Linked DNA regions of Mus musculus: all the other regions are linked to region 1. Evidence: chromatin contacts called from public promoter capture Hi-C data. All regions are on one chromosome and are shown on one strand. Each heading gives the region's core, a stretch centred on a gene start, on an enhancer-like site or on the middle of the called end of the contact. The rest is flanking DNA. Distances are from core to core; before and after follow the strand shown.

What was found. Promoter capture Hi-C pulls out the DNA fragments that hold promoters and counts their contacts.
Region 2: a contact with region 1 is called in a promoter capture Hi-C map of pre-B cells, with 5 times the contacts expected there. The contact joins the promoter of Pdia4 here to the promoter of 5430402O13Rik in region 1. A contact is called at or near these places in 5 of 39 promoter capture datasets (cranial neural crest, hippocampal neurons, liver and 2 more) and 1 of 9 other capture datasets (liver).
Region 3: a contact with region 1 is called in a promoter capture Hi-C map of liver, with 5 times the contacts expected there. The contact joins the promoter of Zfp467 here to the promoter of 5430402O13Rik in region 1. A contact is called at or near these places in 7 of 39 promoter capture datasets (the 3T3-L1 cell line, hippocampal neurons, liver and 2 more) and 1 of 115 datasets of contacts at active chromatin or transcription factors (astrocytes).
Region 4: a contact with region 1 is called in a promoter capture Hi-C map of pre-B cells, with 2.1 times the contacts expected there. The contact joins the promoter of Hibadh here to the promoter of 5430402O13Rik in region 1. A contact is called at or near these places in 11 of 39 promoter capture datasets (the 3T3-L1 cell line, 3T3-L1-derived adipocytes, the C10 cell line and 7 more) and 1 of 9 other capture datasets (liver).
Region 5: a contact with region 1 is called in a promoter capture Hi-C map of liver, with 5 times the contacts expected there. The contact joins the promoter of Lrrc61 here to the promoter of 5430402O13Rik in region 1. A contact is called at or near these places in 3 of 39 promoter capture datasets (hippocampal neurons, liver and pre-B cells), 2 of 115 datasets of contacts at active chromatin or transcription factors (astrocytes and extraembryonic endoderm stem cells) and 2 of 9 other capture datasets (adipose tissue and liver).

Annotation. Positions count from the first base shown.
Region 1 is chr6:50,565,223-50,568,023 of GRCm38.p6, forward strand. It overlaps 5430402O13Rik (RIKEN cDNA 5430402O13 gene), which reads left to right and starts at 1,421. Exons shown (of 3, transcript NR_027892.1): 1 at 1,421-1,800. Cycs (cytochrome c, somatic) reads right to left here and starts at 1,347. Exons shown (of 3, transcript NM_007808.5): 1 at 1,194-1,347; 2 at 270-446; 3 at 1-163. The coding sequence starts at 438. The coding sequence ends at 15.
Region 2 is chr6:47,812,104-47,814,904 of GRCm38.p6, forward strand. It overlaps Pdia4 (protein disulfide isomerase associated 4), which reads right to left and starts at 1,409. Exons shown (of 10, transcript NM_009787.2): 1 at 1,114-1,409. The coding sequence starts at 1,201.
Region 3 is chr6:48,444,457-48,447,257 of GRCm38.p6, forward strand. It overlaps Zfp467 (zinc finger protein 467), which reads right to left and starts at 1,369. Exons shown (of 5, transcript NM_020589.2): 1 at 897-1,369. It also overlaps a transcript of Sspo not described here.
Region 4 is chr6:52,638,872-52,641,672 of GRCm38.p6, forward strand. It overlaps Hibadh (3-hydroxyisobutyrate dehydrogenase), which reads right to left and starts at 1,429. Exons shown (of 8, transcript NM_145567.1): 1 at 1,290-1,429. The coding sequence starts at 1,377. LOC115490472 (a small nucleolar RNA gene) reads right to left here and starts at 484; the gene lies at 363-484.
Region 5 is chr6:48,553,454-48,556,254 of GRCm38.p6, forward strand. Lrrc61 (leucine rich repeat containing 61) reads left to right here and starts at 1,346. Exons shown (of 3, transcript NM_177736.3): 1 at 1,346-1,529.

The DNA.
Region 1 (2,801 bases), core at 171-2,670:
ATAAGGCAGTGGAATTACTCATTAGTAGCCTTTTTAAGATAAGCTATTAGGTCTGCCCTTTCTCCCTTCTTCTTAATTCCAGCGAAGATCATTTTTGTTCCAGGGATGTACTTTTTGGGATTCTCCAAATACTCCATCAGGGTATCCTCTCCCCAGGTGATGCCTAAACAGAAAGAGATGCAGAGGTTAAGTGTTTTACACACCTGGTAATTCTGCACTGGTTAACCCAAGCAACCTGTGCTGTGGCTGACAGCAGCTCCCCCCGTTACCTTTGTTCTTGTTGGCATCTGTGTAAGAGAATCCAGCAGCCTGGCCTGTCTTCCGCCCGAACAGACCGTGGAGATTTGGTCCAGTCTTATGCTTGCCTCCCTTTTCCACAGTGTGGCACTGGGCACACTTCTGAACAAAAATCTTCTTGCCTTTTTCAACATCACCCATTTTTAATTCTAAAAGGGAAAAGATCCAACAGTAAAACGTACTACGGATCCCAATGACCATTCAAACCGCTATTCTTATGTCCTCTTAACACCAGGCAGGGTGCTAACTCAGTCCACTTGCAATATTCTTCAATAGCAAATACATCACCTAGGAGACTCTCCTTTAAAGCAAGTCTGTGCTCAAGACAGGTCCATGCCAAGGGAAATGGAAACCCACAGCTCAAACCCCAGTTTCCGAAGAAGGCAAGGTCAAAAAGTCACAAATATGAAACCGGACTCATTAAAGCAAAACCACTACAACTCTTAACATTTCAGAATGCTAAACTGCTGTCAGTGCTGCCGATTAAAGTCACTTCCAAAGATAAGGGAGGCTGGGGGTGATCCTAAGTGCTTCCGCCTGCTCCGGTCTCATTAGGAGGTTAAGTCTCTTCTCTCTTGCTTTAGTCCGGCACGGGAAGGCGAGGGAGGACTGGGGAAGGAACCGTCTCACTCTCACGTTGAGATCCCAGGGGTGACTACGACTTTACAAACCCACCCTCCCAGATGCTTAATCAGGAAAAGAACTGGCCCAGTCCTGAAGGAACAGCAGCTTCTGCTCTCAGAAGGGGCGGCGGGCGAGTTCCTTCTAGAACTCCGGGCCCCGGTCCTACACCCACGCCGCCTCCAGCCGTGCCACAGTTCTGCATGGCTTTGTAGGTTAGGCCTGCCCCGGCCTCCTCGCCCCGTTCCCGGTCCGCATCCCCGTCGCGCGCTCACCGTTCCGGGCTGGTCAACACCACGAACGTTCGGACTCGAAGACAGACGTCCCGCGCTCTAGCCCAAGGACACGCCGGCCCGCGCCTATGTACCGGTGTCGGTGCAACCACACTTGTTCCGCCCGTCCGCGGCCCGACGTGCGGTAGCGCCGTCTGCTGCGCCGTGACGTAACCGCACCTCATTGGCTCCAGGACAGGTTTGTGCGCGCGCATGCGAGCTAGCATGGTAGGATGTGCCCAGAGGGCGCCCTTCCTTCAGAGGCCTCGTTTGCCCGACACTTACGACAGGCCTTAGGACGTAAGGCGTGGACGTGCGTGACGTCACCCTCTGGCCTGCGAGATGGCGAGGGCAAGTAGCGGGGCCGATGCTCCCTTGGGATCCGGGTGTGGCTCGGCTCAGGTAACGCCCGGCCCTAGGACTCCTTCGGCCTCCGCCCACGGGGAGTGCTGAGACTGCCGGCCGGTGTGCTGGCGACCTTTACCCAGGCTTGGTCAAGGCTTCCTGGCTGGCGCAACTGCACTGGCCTCGCAGTGGACGCCTGCTGGTGACCTTTACTCTGTTAAACCATCTTCCTGCTCTCCCAGTGAGAGCCTCAAAGCTGGGGAAGGTACGCACAAGTGGCAGACAGGATCACATCTTACCCAGAGTCCCTGTTTTCTTCCCCTAGTGTTTGTAGAAAACGAGGAGGGTGTGCAGGCAAGCTTTAAGGGAGAAGCAGGATTCGCCTGAGTAGAGGATTCCCGGGAATCCGCTAGACTTGGCATCCCTTCTGACCATATTGGAAATGGAAGTCTCCTTAGCATACTTTCCTGGTGTACTTCAAAACGAACTCACAGACACTTTAAATTCTGCCACTGGACGTTTTCTTCATTACTCCCCTCTCCCAAATTCAGATGAATGTCGGTCCATTCCCTATGTTCTGTCTAGCCTTGACATAGTTTATCGTGTGTTTATAGATGCCTGGTGTGTGCCGGGCCCTTCTCAGTATGAACTCACATATTCTGGTTGAGCTTGTTTATATTCTACCACTTTTCCTTCCGCCATCAGATTAACATGAGATGTTAGAAGGCTGGTCTAAAGTCTCAATAGATCTCTTTCCAGCCACTGGTCCTATCTGCTCAAAGATGTCAGTTTGTGTGAGTATAGTTGTTAGGTATTCCCAGGGATAGTTGATTCCAGAACAATCCCCAGAACCCATACAGAATTCCATGGGTGTTTAAGTCCTTCACATGAAATGATGTAATATTTGTATATAATCTACACAATCTCCCCAATATTTAAATAATTTCTAGATTATAACTTATACTGCCAAATGCAGTGCTGTATGGTGTCACTTAGGGAAAATGACAAAAACGCTAGTCATTCTGTATTGGTGAGAATATTGTAAGCCTAACTACATAGTATGTGATGTGATCTGCTGATTTCTGAAGACATGGATATGGGAACCATAGATAAGGAGGTCTGATGTATTTTCATTGTTATTAAACTGTCCTAGCTTTTGGGGGTACTCGTTCAGCATTTAGACTTAGTCCTTATGTAGGTTTATTTTAAGTTATTTGTATATAGGCTTATTTATCAAACTCTTAAAGTTTTTAAAGACCTGATGTA
Region 2 (2,801 bases), core at 159-2,658, 2.8 Mb before region 1:
CAAACAAACATACATCACCCTAAAACTGACCACTGTCTCACAACCGTGTAGTTTTTAACACGTTCTTAAAGCATACACCAAACTACACTGGTTCTCAAACTTTCATGTGTCCCCCACAAAGCCTATTCTGCTTTGAAAAGTGAAAAATTTGCTTAAAATGAAGACTCTGCCCTCTTTCTGTTTCAATGTATTTTGGGTCTCTATAAGAAATGAGCCCTCAGTCAGTTTGGACAAAAGTGCCAAGATATACTCATAGGTAGGACGGATAGTTGGCCCCTTTCAGCAGTCTCTTCATTTCTACTCTTTCCTACCTGGGCAAAGACTCATAAATCAATGATCCACAGGAATCTTACTCAACCTAGGAGTATAAAGTTCACATTCCCCCTCCACACTAAACTTTAAAAATGGGGTTTGTTTATATTAGACTAAACCTAGTAGGCAACAAGTTAGTGGTTAGAAGGGAAAGGTGTCGATCAGACCCGTTCTCTAGGAACAACGTTAACTAGTACTTCCTATTTTCAAAGTTTTTATGTTTTCGGTAGAGGATTTCGAAGAAAGGGTGCGGGCATAACGTCTATGAGTTACACATACTGTTCCTACTAGAATACATGCACCACCAGCCTCGACTTTCAAAACACAGTGCAGCGACTGGCAAAAAAAGGCGCTGAATAAAATGCTTGTATACGGCAGCTCCAGTTTCCATAAAAGACGAAAACAAAGCCTGAGTTATTTCTACTTCTTGATATAGATGCCCAGTATCTGCGACTGCCTCTTCCAGGTCCTACTAGCGGCCATCCCGCCTCCGTTTTCTAAAACCGGTTTTGGAAACGAGAGTATTCTCCAGAAAATTTTACTCAACAAAGGGGCAAATCTCAGTAGTGAGGGTAAAGAGACGAGCTGCGAACCAGGCACTCGGCACGTCCCTCCGTGTCCTAGTCTCAGGTAGGAACTAAAGAGGCCCACACCCCTAGATTCGGCCCTACACTGAAACTCCATTAAGTTCGTTGCTACCGGGTCACTAATTCCGCAGGGGTGTGAGCGAAGCACCCTGTCAGGCCCCAGCAAGGTTTGCAACCCACGCGAGCTGCTCCTCCGACCCGCCCTCCCGCTCACCTTCGTGTGCATCTCCGGCGCTCGCAGCAGCCAGCAGCTGTGTCAGCGCCAAGAGCAGGACCAACAGCCAAGCTTTCCGGAGCTTCATGATTGGGTGCAGAGCTGGGCCTGCAGACACCGGCCACCGCAGAGCACTCGCCGACCTCCCGAGCGACGCCGGAGCGCACCAAAGCCTCCAGGAAGTTCAGGCCGGTGATTGGTTGGAGGTAAGGAAGCCGCGGCCCGTCCAATCCCCGCACGAATCAGGGCGAGAGCCGTGGCGCCCCGCCTACACCGCCCCGCCCCGCTGCCTGAGCCCTCCGCGCGGGCGCGCCCCTCAGCTCCGCGTTTAAAACTCCGAGCCCTAGTGTGAGGTGCCCCCTTCTGATTGGCTGTGCCGCGACCACCAATCACGGGCTGCCACTCGGTTTGCTTGGAGCGCCCAGGTCCGGAAAGAGTGCGGGGGAGAACAAAGGCAACCAGCCCTGCACAGGGAGGCGGGGCTTGAGCACTCCGAGGGGAGGGATTGGTTGGGAGGTCAGCTCCCTTTGGCCAAGCTTGGCAGGAAGAACACGTGTAAGAAACTCAAGGAAATGGTGGGGTGCATGTGTAGGCTCGTCCGTCTGAGGCTGTCCTTGTGCAGGAAACTAAAGAGGACAGAACTTTTGGGAAAAAGTGAGATCAGAGATCCCGCCTCTGTTCCCCTGTTCTTTGGCTTCTTGTTTTTTCTGTTGAGCATATAAAAGTTTGAGTTTCTTTCCTAGATACTAGGTTCGGAGAGGTATATGAAATAGATTAGTTGTTTCAGAGCTGGGTGGGCTGACTCCAGGTCTGTGGAGGCAGAGACCCATGACTTTTAGTGATATCCTGTCGCAAAAAAAAAAAAAAAAGAAAGAAAGGAAAGAAAGAAAGAAAGAAAGAAAAGAAAAATTACAACTTGGACTCCATGACTAAGTCTATAAGTCAGAGTCTTGTCTGAACGTTGCCTTGTATTATGATTTTTCTGAAGAGAGAGAGAGAGATAACCAATCTAGTGATTTAGATCTAGAAATAACCGTGAGTGTTTTGGAAAAGAAACTAGGTTTGCATGTCAGAAAAGAAAGCTGTACTGGCATTAGGGTTAGCACCTGTGGATTAACATATGATATGACGTAGAAGACAAATGAGGCTAAATAAATAAATCTTAGAGAGTCCTGCAATATTTTCTGATGTATACAGGAGGAGAAAATGAGCTGTATTTATCACTACTCCCCTGGGTTGTCATTTTAGCACTATTAGGCTAGGTTCCTAGGCCAATTTGAATATGTGTTTTCCTTTACTCCTGCAGATCTCTCTCTAGAGAAGTAGTCCATTGGGATTGTCTATCTACTAGTGTATCTGTGACAATTCCTGCATGCATGTCCACAGCCAGAAGTTCAGATTATATGTTTTGAAAACTAAATTAAGACTAGACAGGCACACAACCTACATGCTCTGGATTCATGAGGTTTATGATTGATTCTATCTAGGTTAAACCACAAGAGATTACTGCAGTCTCTTGTGTTTTCTGTAGAACTCAGTGATGGTTCTACCTTTTTTATTATTCTGATATAATTCTTTTCTGTAGTTTCAACTACTTTGGAGTCTAAAGCAGATCATTTTAGCCCAGAAATTCAAAGCTAAACTGGACAAGAGAGTAATGCCTCGTCTCAAAACAAACAAAACCAGAT
Region 3 (2,801 bases), core at 119-2,618, 2.1 Mb before region 1:
CATCCGCTTGCCCCTCCCCTCTCCTCCCCCACTCGGGTTTCTTTTCCTTCTTTCCTCTCCTCAGTTCCCTCCCCCTCCCCCACACCAGCCTCCCCTCTGCTTCCCTCCCTCCCGCTGCTCTCCTTCCCCCCTCAGCGGCCCCCGCCTCCCTTCCCCCTCTGCCTACCCTGCAAGCTCCGGCTCCGCTTCTCTCCCCTCCCGGTCCCCAGCCTTGTTCTTCCCCTCCCCCTCCTAGTCCGCTCCCTAGCTTCCAGGTCTCACGCCCCCCATCTTGGGGGGGGGAATCCAAGCTAACCCCACATTCTCTGGACCTACTCCCTCGTTCTGCCCCTCCCCATACCCCTTTCTTCCCAACACACCTCCCTCTCAGCAGCCCCCTTGCCCATTTCTGCTCCCCACTGACTTCACGCCCTCTCCGGAGTTTTCCTTCTGACTAGACTCCCCCCAATCCCCGCCCCTGTTAGAGCTCCGGAGTCACTCCGGGTCCCGGCCCCCTGCCCTGCTCTAGGCTCACCTGTCAGCGTCCTTCGCTCCCGACCAGCCCCATCCCTGAGCCCGTTTCCTGCCCTTTCGCACTGGACCCTTCCTCTATCCCGAGGAACCCTACTCCCGCTCCTGGGGATCCTCCCCGCAGGCCCCTCCCGCCCTCTTCCCACCTGCTCCCACCGGGCCTCCCCGAGTCCTTGCCCTCCCCTCCAGTTTCCTAGTCTCCCCATCTGCGCCAGGACCCTCCCTCCTGACTCCCTTCCCTCCTGGTCTGACCCCCCCCCTCCCCCACACTCGCGTCTGCGCGCCCCTTCCCTCGGGGTTGTCACCTGCCGTGGGTCGGCAGGGCTTGTAAAGCTCCGTTTGGGTGGCGGGGGAGACGCCTGCCCGGGAGTCTCGGGTGTCCTTACCTGGCGGGCTCCTGCGGCTACGTGCCGCGGCCCGCTTCGGGGACCCAGGCGCTCGGGCCTCCGGTCCCGGGCGGCCGTTTGCACAATGGCGCCGGCTGCCTGCAGCTTGGGTGCGGGCTGCCCGAAAGACTCCGGGACTGACAGCCCTGAAACTTCGCGGGGAGGGGAAGGAAAGACGCGGAGGGAGAGGGTGTGGGGCAGCGTTGCGGGTGATCGGGGGGAGGAACCCGGGAAGCGGGAACACTGCTCCGGGGCACAGGCTAAAGCGGAGGGTCTTCGAGAGACCTGCCGCGGGAGGGTGCACTAATGGGCTTGGGTGCAGGTGACGGTCTGAGGGCAAGATGCCCGGAGTGTGGAGATGGAAAGTGGGAGCTTAGGACCGAGGAAGGGCAGAGGGGAGAGGAAGGAGAAGAAGAGGCTAGAAGGAAGGGCACTCGGGCTAGAAGGGAGGGTGCTCACAGCCTAGGAGGGAGGAGCTGGAGAAAGGTGGAGCGCGGAACGGGGTGGTGGTGGTAGTAGTGAAGAGTTGGGGGGAGTAGGGAGAGGAGGGGGCGTGTTTGGGGAGGAGAGCAATGTGTGTATGGCTGTCTTTAAAATCGCCAGTGGCAGCCGAGTAAGTGGTAGCGCCGCGGTCCCGCGGGAGACTGTCTGGCCAGCAGAGATTGGGAGAATCGGTCAAAAAACTCTCCACCAGGATCCACCCAGACCGGAGGACGCGATCCAAGTCTCACCGCGGAGACTGAGGATTAAGAACCAATCTAAGAGGGCAGAGAGAGGGCTCTCAAAGTAGAAAATGGGGAAAAAGGAACCAAGTCCCCGACTGAGACCGCTGGACAGGCATGGAAACTGCAGGGGGTGAGGTGGGGCGGGGCTGGGCGGGGGCGGGGGAGTGTTGTCCGTGGGTAAGAAAACCTCCTGGCGTTAGGTGTGGATCTCTCCCCAGACTTCCACCATTTCTGCTCATGGGTGCAGGTACTCCTAAGCCATCCCCCTCTGCTCTTCAGACACCCTCACCCAGCCCTGGAATTAAAATCTAGGCTGGATATTCCATGCCCTGTGATTTTTCTTCAAACTCCCATGGGCTCCCATTTCCGCCTGCCTGCCCCTGTAGGGAAAAGGGCAGATCCAAGTTACATTTCTCCCCAGTCCAAGCTTCCCTTGTCAGCCAAGTTGCAGAACAGAGCTGCTGGGAGAGAGTCTGGGAAGAGGAGGCCATTAAATGGCCCTCTTGGATAGGACACGGTCCCTGACAATGGCACCCTGACACAAGGATAGTGACACCTGTGGAATCAGGGCAGTGACCCAAGGCTAGCCTTATAAGATGGAGCAGGGATGTCCTCAACATTTACAGATAGTTAGAGTGAAATCTGGAGCAATGGAGACCGACCTGAAGGATCAGGAGGTCCTGTGACTCAAGATGCAAAAGGCTCTTTTAATAACTGGCTGCTTCACTGAGTAAAGATGGCTAGGAGCAGAGTTTGTGTCCCTCTCTGTGTGCAAGAATGGGCTTTGAGAACTGCAGTCCACGTATGTAGGATATGCAGGAACAGTGGCCAGGTGAGAATGTTAGAGAAGTTAGAAGGACACTGTGCCCAGAATAGATGCTGACCCTTCCCCAGGACTGCTCAACTCCCAGGCACCAACCCTAGATATCTGGAAGCAACTGGGGAAACTCATACTGGCCCTATTTTGGTCCCAGGCCCAATAGTAGGCCCAGAGGAAGGAACCCCCAGGCCAGGTGGGGTGCACCAGGTGGGGTGACCATGCAGGATGCCCAGTGGGACCTCATTTCATTATGAAATAGAAGGATTCAGAGTTTCCGGTCCAGCCGCATTCCAGCCCAGTGGCCTTGGAGGCCTACTGGTGACCAGGATGTAACCAGGATTTGCCTGTGGAGCCTGCAGC
Region 4 (2,801 bases), core at 179-2,678, 2.1 Mb after region 1:
ATTATATCCAAAATCATGTGTTTGCATCTGGCTAATCACAATTCCTTATCTGTCATCTGCTACCTATTGCACACAAATGCTCTTCCAAAGCAGAAAGAAATTTCATAAGTTTTTCCTGAGGGCAAAGACTGGGAGCTGCTCAGAAATCAACTCCCAACATATTTCTTACACAAAAATTAAAACAAGTGAACACAAGCACCCTGAATCCAGAGCCTCCTGCATGCTAAGCAAAGGCAACGGTGTTTTGTTTGCTAGTCCTGTATATGATAGTGCTAACCAGCACATTGTTAAAATAAACTTTTACATTTAAAAAAAAAAATCCTTCGGTATCTCCCACAAATCAACCAATTTTTTTTTTCAACACATGTTCCCAACAGGTTAACTGCTAGACAAGTAGCATATGAAAACCCTCATGGGAATTTTTCTTTATGGTCATGTCCACAGCAAATGAGAAACTGCATTCTAAAAGCCTTGGTAATGACCATTTCAACCAATTCTTAATTAAAGAGGTGTCTTGATGTCCTAGAAAATCCAAGAGTCAGGGAGAAACAAGGGGTACTTCCTGGATCTTGTTGGAGAAGTCCCAATTTACTCATTCTAAGGCCTTGGGAGATCCTCATGTGAAAAGCAGTTCTCAGATATTCATGTCGCTCTAAAAGCTTAAAACCTGGTCACTTTCCATACTTGCAGCACAGCATAGTAGTCGGTTAGGTTATAGACACAACTTTGAGGCAAAGAATTGTGGTTAATATTTCGACAAAAGTCCACCACTTTGAGGCAGCACAACTCCATTTCATAATGGAGTTCGCTCTGCTTGCTGGTCAAGGGTGACAAACTTTGCTGGATTTCTAGGATACCGCCATGCCACCGACTAGAGTAGTTAAAACACAAATTAGGCCTTGAAGTCTGAGGGAGCCCCCGCTTAGGGTGAAGCCAGGGAGCTGGAAGGCCAGGGGTCCCAGAGGTGGGTGCGGTGGGGTCACCTCTGGAGCTGAGCCCTCCAAATGTCCTAGGAGCCCCAAATCCAAAGCGCACGCCAGGGACCCAAACATTCCTCCCTTCATCACAAGCTGTTCCTGGGTCCCGCAGAGGAAACGCTGAACAATCTGGAGCCGGGCATAGGGCAGGAGTGGAAGGCTGACGGCTCAGGAGGCAGTTACAAGGGGGCCCAGGCCTAGGAGGCGACCACAATTGTCGCTTTTACCCTCAAACCAACCGCAGCCCTTCGGGCGAAAAGCCCTCCTCGGATGACCAGAGGAAGAAGAGCAGATGGGGCGCGAGGTCCTTACCCGCTGCAAGGCTGCCCACGGGCCGCCGCCGGCCGCTCCAGTACCAGAGGCCGGAGGCTGCTCCCCGGAACCCCAAGGAGGCTGCCATGCTGTCCCCCGCCCCGCCTCCGCGCCGTGACCTCCGCCGCCTCACACACGGCCTGTGAACTACGAGTGTGCGCAGCCGGGATGGCCCGCACCTCCGTAAGGACAGCTCGCGCACGCGCTCTCCTTGCTCGGCTTGGACTCCGCCCAGCGCGGGGCGGAGCACTGTGTTGAGAGGCGTGGCCGGAGTCGGGAACAGTCCAATCAGGATCCCGAAATCCATAGACGCCCTGCCTTGCCTCCGGCTCCTGCTGAATTTACAACCTTTGGGTGAGAGAATTCTTGTTTACCCAAAAGCTGAGGGGTGTGTGGGAGGCGGTGGCTGTCGCTCACTACCGCCTCCTCCGAGCACCTGCACTGAGCAACTGCCTCTTCACTGGGCTGCTAATTGTTTTTCTTCCTCCCAGACAAGAACCGCAGCTACTGCAGTATTAAAGGAAAGAGCAGAAATGTTGTGTTTCCTAGTATAGGGACTCATTTTTAACTTCAGTAATAAATACATGGACCTCCCAGGGTTAACATATATATTTTCAGCGTCTGTTGAAACACAATCACAGAATCTACCATGTGTGTAATAACTGAAATCTATGTGATATACAACTCAATGGTTTTTCCAGTCGTATTTGAAAAGTAGTAGGGAAGTAATTTAATAGCACTGTTCTCTTTGAAGAGTAGAATTTCTAGGAACTTACTGAGTTCCAAGAAATGCGTCAATGTTTAAAATTTTCTACAACCTGCATCTTTTGAACCCAAAATCTAATGGTACATTTAAACCCAGGAAGTAGTATATATGTATATTATAAAAACAGATATTTTGCTGATCTTTCCTTATTTGACTATTTGGTATATTTGGTGGCTTAAATAAGCATGGCCCCCATAGACTCATATGTTTGAGTGCTTGGCACATAGGAGGTGTGACTTTATTGGAGAAGGTGTGGCCTTGTTGGAGGAAAGGCATCACTGTGGAGACCAGCTTTGAGGTCTTACATATGCTCAAACGACAGCTAGTGTGGCACACAGTCCCCTTCTGCTGCTTTCAGATCAAGACCTAGAACTCTCAGCACCAACTCTAGCGCCACGTCTGCCTGGATGCTGCTATGTGCCCCACCATGATGACAATAGACTAGGTCACTGCAACTGTAAGCCAGCCCCAATTAAATGGTTTTGTTTTTATAAGAGTGGCCATGGTTATAGTGTCTTTTCACAGCAATGAAACCCTAAGTAAGACAGTATACATATTTGAATATCTGTTCCTTGAGGATAATCGCAAAGTATTCAATTTCCACTGGAGAATTTTTATCTTCAGTACACTAAAACAAGACTTGTAACCTTTGAAGAAAAGTAGGCCAAGAGGCAAGAATGGGGCTTGGGGGGTAGGGGGAGGGCAAGCAATAAGAAAACCAAGATGCCTACCTTCCATCCTCAAAA
Region 5 (2,801 bases), core at 96-2,595, 2.0 Mb before region 1:
CCTCTCTCCCTGGACCCTCCCTATTTTGTTTTTTTTTTTGTTTTTGTTTTTTTTTAAATGAGATTTGATTCCTGATGTGATGTTTTTGTTTTTGTTTTTGTTTTTTAGCATCAGAAGAAGCAAAGAAGCAATGAAGAGAAGTGGAGCGGGGCTGAGGCTCCAGAGCTCAGCTGGGTATACCCTTCCCTGGGAGCTGCAGTGCCTCTTGCTGAGGAGGCTTCCTCTCAGAGCTATGTGGTTCCTGGGCTCCTGTGTCTCAGGACGCTCTTCTATTGGGACACTGTCCTACCTCTGAGCTGTGTGGTTCCTAGGCTACCATGTCTACCATTGGGACACTCTCTCTGCTAAGAGTTGTGCGGTTCTTGGGGTTCCACACCTTCCTAGAAGGAACATTTATAGCTTCTAATCTTAAAATAGACTCAGGCTGGTCCATCACATGGAGAAGTTCAAGGGAGATCAAATGGATACCGGGCACCATTTGACGGATTAGAAAAGCTAGGTCACCACTGGCCTGCAGCCTAGCACACTGAACGTCATCAAACACGTATTCATTAAGGACTTTGCACTGTGATACAGTGCAAAGATGTGAACAACAACAAAACTGTGCCTATACTTAGCCAGCCCAGGCTGGAAGGGTGTGGACTGAACTGGGATTGCTTTGTCTGAGTGCACAGAAAGCATCAGGAGATGGAAAACCCTCCCAATGTAGACATTTCCAAGTGGCCTGTGAAAGAAAGTGAGAGGCATTCTCCCCTGTGCCTAGTTAAGGTGACCTCTTTATCCGTTGGACAATGTCATTTACAAAGGTGGCAGTTTGCGTTGGTGACATCTCTGGGGGCAAGGCCTTTGGGAATATCACTAGGCAGTGCACATTTATCTCAGGAAACATTCTGATGTAGTTTTCTAAAAATACGGGTAAGGTTCCCACAAGGGGTCCTTCTTATCGTTATTGTGGCACCTTTTGTCTGCAGTCCTAGGCGGTGAGCATGACTGCACCGCTGTGAGGGGCAGGGTTCGGAGAGGGGTGGGCGAGCACGTACCAGGCACCGTTTATCGGGTTAGAAAATCTAGGTCACCACTGGCCTGCAGCCTAGCATACTGAATGTCACAGAACACATTCGTTAAGGAACCATAAATGCCTTTCCCAACGTCGCTCTGTCAAATGTGCTAATGACCAAACTAACAGGAACAAAATCCTCCAGCAGCACTGGCCGCGGGTTCCAGCACAAAGAGCTAGAAGCTCCTCTGGTTGTGTAATCTGCGTCACTTGCGTACCCTGCCAGCCGCAGCGCGTCCCTTAAAAACAACTTTTTCTGCGTCGCACCACTCCCCGCCCCTTCCGGCCTTTCGCAGGTTCCGGGTCGGCTGGGCCTGCGCCAGAAACCGAGTTGCGTGTTCTGTTTGTTTGGGGGATGCTGGATTCTTCTGGAACCGCCCGCGGTTAGTGGCCACGCCCTCAGCCCCAGGCACTGCTCTGAGTGCAGTTAACAGACAGAACGCTTTAACCGGTAACAATCGCGGCCGGTGAGGTGGGTGCTGCCTTGGTGGCCAGGAGACATTAGGATTGGATTTCCTATCCCACAATCACAGCCTCTTGGTATACATAACAACAAGGGTTCCGCTAGTGTGATAGATTATTTTAAAAGAGCAGCCGTAGAGAAAAAGGCGGAAAAAGTTTTGGTCTTGTTTATTCTCGGTGAGGGAGCATTTGTCACAAGATATGCAAATGGCAAAAATGCCTACAAAGGAAGAAGGATGCGGCCCCTTATTGGGGTCAGAAATGGGTGGAAATGACTTCAGTAGTCCCCAAAGGAAGCTGGGAAGTGTAGTCTCCCAGCAGGAACTTATCCGTGGCTTTTGTCACTTTGGCTATGTGAGCTCAGAAGATGGCGGAGTGTTGTTTAAAACATCCTCCACTGTTGTGCCAGGGAAAAGTTAGTGACCCCCCCCCCCCCCCCGCCAAACACACACACACACACACACACACACAGGAGCTGATCTGATGCAACTCACAGCAGGGTCTTTATTCTATTCGAGCTAGCTCAAGCCCCCCCAATGCACCACCCTCACACAGGACGGTTTTGGTGGGGGAGGAGCCCCGAATGTCTATGTGGCAAGGCTTTATAGTAAGCACCAAACATGGAATACGAATGCGAGCATCTAAATGGAAAGCTACTTTGGCCTTTAATATAACTGGCTGGTGCTGGGAGTCACATCATAAACTTAACTTCTGCTCCCCTCTGCATGGGTGGTCATTAGGCAAGGGTTGGGCTTGCAACCTGGGGTGCAGGTTTGTTGGGGGAATAACCAGGAGATACTGGTCTTGTTAGGGGTGTAACTTGGAAACTCTGCTCTTGTTGGGGATTAGCCTAGAGACGAGCTAGGCTCAGGTTTTGTTGTGGGGACAACTTGGATACTAATGCTAGATACCGGCCTGTAGTCTACCTGAGTTCAAGCTTAGGTCAGATTCTCTAAAATGGAGTCTGAATTTAAAAGCTTTGGCATCTCACACTGACTGGCTTAAATTCTCTGGTTGTGTGGGAGACTAGAGCTCCTTCTTCCCCAGGTGTAGGAATGTGAGAGGAGAGGAGGCTGGCAAGCTTGCACAGAGTGGGACTGTGGAATGCCCCTGGATGTATGTTTGTGCGGTGTAACAGGGTAGAATTAGGGAGCCAGGTCCCATCTGGGCATGCTCCTGAAAAGGACTGACAAAATAGTCAAGAGAAAGTTCTAATCTAATCAGCCAACACAGGGTACATGCTGAGGCATCTCCTAGTCCAGGTGAACAGATGCCAAAAATT